2 separate regions of the Sus scrofa genome follow, and region 1 is linked to region 2. A link is a contact called in public Hi-C data. All regions are on one chromosome and are shown on one strand. The core of a region is the stretch at or near the end of the contact, and the rest is flanking DNA. Distances in the headings are between cores, read along the strand shown.

Evidence for each region. A called contact is a pair of places that touch in the nucleus more often than the background predicts.
Region 1: a contact with region 2 is called in a Hi-C map of fetal heart ventricle, with 2.4 times the contacts expected there. The contact joins the enhancer-like site here to the promoter of TSEN2 in region 2. A contact is called at or near these places in 3 of 47 Hi-C or Micro-C datasets (fetal heart ventricle, heart right ventricle and liver) and 1 of 2 datasets of contacts at active chromatin or transcription factors (alveolar macrophages).

Annotation. Positions count from the first base shown.
Region 1 is chr13:68,692,461-68,696,065 of Sscrofa11.1, forward strand. No RefSeq gene overlaps it. Among named protein-coding and RNA genes, the nearest start is that of RAF1, 36 kb to the left of the region's middle. Within about 2 kb of position 2,066, at least 32 of the 83 cell types and tissues checked have an H3K27ac peak or open chromatin away from gene starts, as enhancers often do. A contact at or near this core is called in alveolar macrophages, where this site is marked.
Region 2 is chr13:68,479,131-68,482,861 of Sscrofa11.1, forward strand. TSEN2 (tRNA-splicing endonuclease subunit Sen2) reads left to right here and starts at 1,612. Exons shown (of 13, transcript XM_003132372.6): 1 at 1,612-1,701.

The sequences.
Region 1 (3,605 bases), core at 816-3,315, 210 kb after region 2:
ATGAATACATAATGATGAGCATCTTAATTATTCAGATTATTCACAATTAAGGACGCAGCAAAGATTGCTCTTGGGAAAACAACCTAAATGGTCGTTTGTTGGTGACGCACCTAGACATGTGACACACAGAAAGACTTTACAAGGCTACCCACTAAGGCAGTAGTCCTCAAAGTGTGGTCTGGGGACGATTAGTATCAGCAGCACCTGGGAACTTGTTAAAAAAGTAAATTCTGGAGCCCCACCCCCACCTACTGAATTGGAAATTCCCAGCGGGACTCAGCAATGGGGCTTTAACAAGGCCTCCAGCTGATGCATGTTCAAGTTTAAGAACCACTGCTCTAAAATGTTACCAGAGATTGTTTCTTTGTGAGTAGAGTATTTCCTATTCTTATATTTTCTGAATTTCCTGAAGTAAGCATTACATACCCAACTGATATGAGAAAGCTATTCCATAAAAGAAAAAAAAAAAAGGAAAACAAGAAAAACTAATTCCGAGTGGAAGTGAAACGGGAGGAAAATGTTGTGAAAAAAACAAAACAGGAAAAAAGCATTCCCTGGGGGTGGGGGAGGGAAGGATTGGGAGTTTGGTGTTAGCAGATGCAAACAATTGTATATGAGATGGATAAATAACAAGGTCCTACTGCATAGCAGAGGGGAACTATATTCAGCATTGTGTATTAAAACTATAGCGGAAAATAATATGAAAAAGTATGCATGTATATATATAACAGAATCAATTTGCTGTACAGCAGAAACTAATGTTGTAAATCAACTATACTTCAATAAATTAGGAAGAAAGAAAAAGGAAAAAAAAAGCATTCCCACTTCCCTAACATTTTTTCTTTCTGCCACTTCTACCTCACGTCAATTGGATCATATGTATTTACAAGCTTGATTAGTGTCCAGGCCATTTTGTAGGTGCTTTTTTTTTCCATATAATATCACACAGCAGTTTTTCCCATGACGCCACAAGCTTCAAAATTATCCTCTTTTTAAATGGAGGCATTAATGTTACTTATGTTTGTTTCCTTTGCCACCTAACAGTTGTCCTGTGTTTTAAGTTTTCTGCCATCATAAATAATGCTGTATTTGTGCATATGCTTTTCCCCAAATTTCAAATTATGTTATTTGGATAGGTTCTCAGAAATGGGGTTGCCAGATCAAAGGGTAGAAACACTTTTATAGCTCCTTTTAGGTGTTGCCAGATTGCTCTTCCAAAGAGTGGCTACTGGTTTCCACTGCCACTAAGTACTGGTAAAGACTGCCAGTTTCTAAACTGCCTCCCCTATGTGAGGGATTATGGTTTAAAATAGTTATGTTAATTTAATGGAGAAAATAAGTTATTTTCCTGCAGTTTTCATTTTCATTTCTTTATTGGAGACAACAGCTTTATTTCCCCTATAAAAATAAGCTTGTAACTACTTATTCCTTTTTAAATGAGTTTGGGAGGAAAGTTCTGGACTTCTCACCTTTTAACATCTTTGGGCTTCAGTTTCTACATCTACAAAGTGGACCAACTCCCGAGTGACTGTGAAATCAAGCATTCAAAGTGTGGGAAAGCTCTTTTTTTTCACACTGTATTCTTCTGCGTGTATTCGTTACTATTACCCCTACTTAGCTTCAAATATACCTATTTACTAATTTATTTTAAACCATTCTGTTTTGTAAATAATCCAGAAAACTTCCAACCACATCCCAAAGCTTGAAAGCCTTCTCTTTTTTTGTGACCTGGTGCCTTTGAAGGCTGTGGGCAAAGTCCCTTTTTATTTTTTCCGTTTTCAGAGAGAAACTCCACCATGTGTTTGGAGTTTTCAGGAGAAGGGTCCTCAGGGAGGAAAAGAGCTTCGCCATGCGAGGGCGCAGCCTCTCGGCTCTGCGGACCCTACCTTGCGTTTGGAAGAAAACCCTCTCTCATCAGGAAAGGTCAAGGGCGCTCTAGGCTCAACAGAGACGCTCCAGGTACCAGAAGCGGACCTCGGGTCCACCTGGCAGGCGCTGTAGCCAGAATACCCCGGTTACCCACTCTCTGGAAGGGTCCTCCCTCATGTTTGTCTCCGTTGCTAGGAAACCTCCGTTTCCCGAGGTTAGCGTCTCCCTCTTGCGTCCGTGCTCTGTCATAGCACCTTCAATTAAGCAAACAGCGAAGATTATTACTTTTTTGTTTTTCATACTGGATTCCAGTGATTTTTACTGTGGAATATGCAGAAAAGTATCCAAGATGTACTCACAGCATGAAAGATAGTTAGAAAGAAAACCTCCGTGTAACCACCAACTGGTAAAGAAACAGCCCAGCCAGCCCCTGAGACAAACTCCTCAGACCCCCCTCCCGCATCACAAGCCTCCCTCTACAGATAAACCCTCTCCCAGCGCTGAGAATCTTTTTTTCGCTTTCCTTCATGGTTTTATTACCTGTATATAGACCCTAAACAACATAGCTCTGGTTTTGTCTGTTTGGGGACTTTATGTAAATAAAATCCCATGGTTTTACTCAATGTTTATAAACTCCATCTGTGGTGTTGGGTACAGGTAGAGTGTATTCATTTTCATTGCTCTATATAATTTCACTCGGTGACTGTGCTACAGTCTATTCTCCGTTGATGGACACTGGGCTGTTTCTGACTATTTTGAAACAGCAGTACTGTAAACATTCTTGTGCATGTTTCACTGCATATGTGCATGCATATGTCCAGTTATGCATCTATGAGTAAAATTGCCAGAGTGTGGAATCTTTATGACTTACTAGATAATGCCGAACAATTTTTTAATTTTAATTTTTATTTTTGTCTTTTTAGGGCAGCACTTGTGGCATATGGAGGTTCCCAGGCTAGGTGTCTAATCAGAACTGTAGCCGCCGGCCTATACCAGAGCTACAGCAACGTGGGATCCAAGCTGTGTCTGTGACCTACACCACAGTTTCACAGCAACGCCGGATCCTTAACCCCCTGAGCAAGGCCAGGGATCAACCGGCAACCTCATGGTTCCAGTCGGACTCGTTTCCGCTGCGCCAGGACAAGAACTCCTGCTAACCTCTGATCTTAACAAGTATTACATTTTTAAAACCTTTTTATTTTGACATAATTTCAGACTTGCAGAAAAGTTGTTGGACTAGAACCAAAAAAAAAAAAAAATCCTATATTCCTTTCACCAGATTTCTAAATGTTAACATATTAACACATTTATTTTAATCCTTCGTTTATTTCTTTATTTTGCTTTTTAGGGCCGCATTTGTGGCATATGGATGTTCCCAGACTAGGGGGCAAATCAGATCTGTAGCCACTGGCCTACACCACAGCCACAGCAATCTTTTACCTTTTTCCCCTGACTTTGAAAACAAGTTGCAGACATAATGCCTGTGACCACTAAGTCCTTCAGTGTGTTTACTAAAAACAAGGACATTCTCTTATATAACCACAGTACAATGATCAAAACCAGGAAACTAACATTAATACATTAATTATGTCTCAAAGGGACACATTAATAATGCTTTAGCTGCTGACCCTATTCAGATTTTACCAATTGTCCCAATCATGCCTTTATTTATTTTTTTTTTAGGGCCACATTCTCAGCATATGGGAGTTCCCTAGGGGTCTAATTTGAGCTGTAGC
Region 2 (3,731 bases), core at 362-2,861:
CCCTCCAGCTCTCTTCCCTCCCCACTCCATCCCCTTATCACTGTTCTGTGCACCCTGCTGAAGTTCTCCCTTTTCTTCAAGGCTCTACTGCTGAAGTTTTTTGTGTTTTGTTGTTGTTGGGTTTTTTGGTTTGTTTGTTTTCTTTTGTTTTTTGTCTTTTTAGGGCCAAACCTGCAGCATATGGAAATTCCCAGGCTAGGGGTCCAATCAGAGCTGTAGCCACCGGCCTACACCACAGCCACAGCAACACGGGATCAGAGCCACATCAGCAACTTACACCACAGCTCATGGCAGTGCCAGATCCTTAACTCACTGAGCAAGGCCAAGGATCAAACCCGAGTCCTTACAGATACTAGTCGGGTTCATTACCACTGAAGCAGGACAGGAACTCCTGCTGAAGCTAATTCTGATTTTGATTTCTCTGAAGTCTGAACTCCTTTAGGGAGCAGTTAAGGTTCCTACAGGCTGACCAGCCACAGAATACCACATCTTGAGCTCTTCCTACCAGGAGCTCACAGTCCAGTTAAGGAGGACCAGGGAACGGGGACAACACAGAGTTCCCCCAACTATCATGAGAACACAGGGGACAGTCACCCAAGCCAGCATGGGGAGGCAAGAGGAGGTCTCCTGAGGAAAAGGTATCTGAGTTGAGACTTGTAGGGTGACCAGGAATCACTGCTGCAGACAGAGGAGAAAGATGTTCCAGGAAGTGGCAACAGTGTGTGGGAAGCCCTGGAGACCAGAGAAAGCTGGGAAAAGTCCAGATTTCAAGGCCTGTCACACCTAGCCCCTTAAATCTCTCTGGCATTATTTGCCATCCTTCCCTGTCACCTACCCGCCTTGCACTCATGGTTTGTGTGCTGGGGACCCTGGGATTCATATGTGGAAAGGTATATATTGGACTCCCTACCAAGCCTCCTGGTCAGGAGAATCTTTTACTCTTCCCAAGGCACTGTCGTTTTGCTCATCCCTCATAATCCTGACGACCCTTTTTTTCAGTAGAGGAAATTGTGGCTCAGAAAGATTAAGTCACTCATTGGAGACCACACAGCTGGTGACAGGGTGAGGAGGTGGGGGGCGGGGTAGGGCTGCAAATACTGGTCTAACTGCCGGCCTATTGTGCCCACAGTGGCTTTGAGTCAGGTGTCTGCGAGAGGGCACTTTCTTACAGGTTTCCCTGCGTGCTGCACTTAAAAGCATGGAGAAAGCTGAAGTCTGCAGGCTGAGTTCAGAGGAATTGCTTACCAGGGCTGGGGTCATTTCAAGTCCGGTCGTCTCAAGCATCCCATCGCCCCGCGGCTGAGAACCGACATCTGAAGACCTGGGTTCCATTTTTGTCATATTTCTCTAACTCCAATACCTCCCAGTTATGTGTATATGGACATGTAACTTCGATCTCATCTGTTAAAACAGATCTTGCGGGACTATTGTGGGGATGAGAACAGCATGTATATACTGAGGCTGTCAGTACAATCACGGTGTGTGCAGGAAAGAGGACATGCGGTGAAGGGCATGCGGTACACACAAAGCACCCGCCTTAAGGCTCTGCGCAGGTGCGCTCTACAAAGACCCGGTGAGTCCTCCCCCGTGCTCTGCGGCTGCGCAGCTGTCCCGCTTTGCGGCCGCACTGCTTGACGGCAGTGGTGTCCGACCGCCAGCTGGCGTTACCGGGGTAACGGCGATCGCATGTGGCCCAGGAAGGTAAGGCGCGGGACTGGGAGCCGCTGGTGTCCCGGGAAGCTGAGCTGCATACTGAGGGATCCGCCTTGGGGAGAGACGTCCTGTTTTCCGAAAACCCCCAGGGCGAAAGCGGAAACGGCCCAGAGACGTTCCTCCGGTCGCACAGCCGCACCAGACGGCCGGGCTGAGGGGCCAGCCTTCCTACTTCAACCGGAATTAGCCCTTTTCCTCCTTCTTCTTGTACCTGTAGCCCTGTTTTTTGTGTTCTTTCTGGGAGCTCTGACTCCACGTCCTGTGCTGGGGGCGTCGGACTTCGATACTGGCTCTGCCCGAGAGGAGCCTTAGCCGCTGGGAAGGAAACCAGCAAAGGAATACGTTGTAACAGCGAGTCACGGACTTACCACTTTGGTCATTAGCTGCAGTTGCAGCTTGCATTTGGCTAGCACTTTACACGTAGTAGGTCCAGTACCAGGTTCCTTTGCACAGTCACCCGTTTCATCCTCACAACAGCCTTCCCAGGTCTGCTGTTTGTTTACCTGTCTTAGTCTCGTGTTCTAACTTGAAAGCTTCCCAGAAGCAGGCTTGTTTGCCTTGCCCCTTTAATCCTTGCCTCTCCTAGCCTAGGAGGTACTTATTTGGAGGTTTTTTAATTGGGAGACTTTGAACTTTGCTGGGTGGGAGGTTTTAACCAGGCTGGTTTAGCAAAGTCGGCCCAGAGGGTTGGAAAAATTAAATGAAGCTACTCCCCCACTCGTTTTATTTTGTTTTGTTTGGAATAAACGTATACTGAACACCTAAAAGGTGTTAGCTTGTCTGCTCAAGGGAAGATTAGGAACAAGCATTGCTTTTGATAGAAAAGTAAATATACTTAACGGTATGGACGCCTGGAGTCAGTATGCCCAGGTTTGGGAAAGGAAAAGTAACAGCCCTTTACAGGTACATAGCACTCAGCCCTTCTGAGTTCCTTTCCTCACCTTCACAATGGGGATGGTTGTTGGGATTGAGTTTGAATAGGCCATCCTATCACCAGAGGTTGCCAACTTTAGCTCCATGTTGAAATCACCTGGGTCCTACCCCAGATTTTCTGATGTAGTTGCAGCTAAGTCCTGGAGTTTCAAAATTTCCCCATGTGATTCAAAGGCAGCCAAGCTTGAGAGCTGCAGTTAATTTTCAGACCCCAGGTTAATTTTCTTAATCTTTGCTGTTTTCATTCCCTGCTGAAAAACTTGCACTGGGCCCAAGCCTTCACATCCCACCTGACCACTGGCCCAGTCTTTCCTAAACATTTGTATGTGCTTCAGTCATGGGTCCTTTTGTTAGTCTATCTTACCATGCCCTGTGTCCCTGCCGTCCTGGCCTTTCATGTTATAGCTGTGGGCAAATGACCTGCCCCCTCTGTTTCCTAGTCTGTGAAGTAAGGATGGTAGTACCCATGTATGTGGCGTGTGGCTGGCATGTGGTACAGTCAGCATGTTGTACCTTTTGGTGATGGTGAGCTCCTATCATTGTGTTAAATCTCCCATTAGGCTGTTCTCCTATCATGGTGCTGAAGAAACCTTTCAAAATGTGGAGACTAGCAAACTCAAACCTTTCTCCTTTGCTTTGCCTTCCAAGTTCTGCACAAGACATCTCTTCCATGAAACTATGAAACTAGAGATCTTCTGGTTTGTCTTACTGATATTTTTCAGCATTATTGAGAGATGATTCATGTATCATAAAATTCACCCCTGTAAAATGTGCAGTTTAGCAGTTTCAGTATATCAGAGTTATGCATCATCACCATCCCTGCAATCTAATTTTAAAGCGTTTTCATCATATTCAGGATAAACCCCATACCTGTTGGCAGTCACTCCCCATACCTCCCTTGCCCCAGCACCTGGCAGTCACTAATCGACTTTATGTCTCTTTGGATTTGCCTGTTCTGGGCATTTCATATTAATGGTCTTATACAATGTGTGGTCCTTTGTGACTGGCTTTTCTCAAGGTAATGCTCTCTAGGTTCATGAAGCAGGCGTCAGGGCTTCATTCCTTTGTTAATTGCTGATAATATC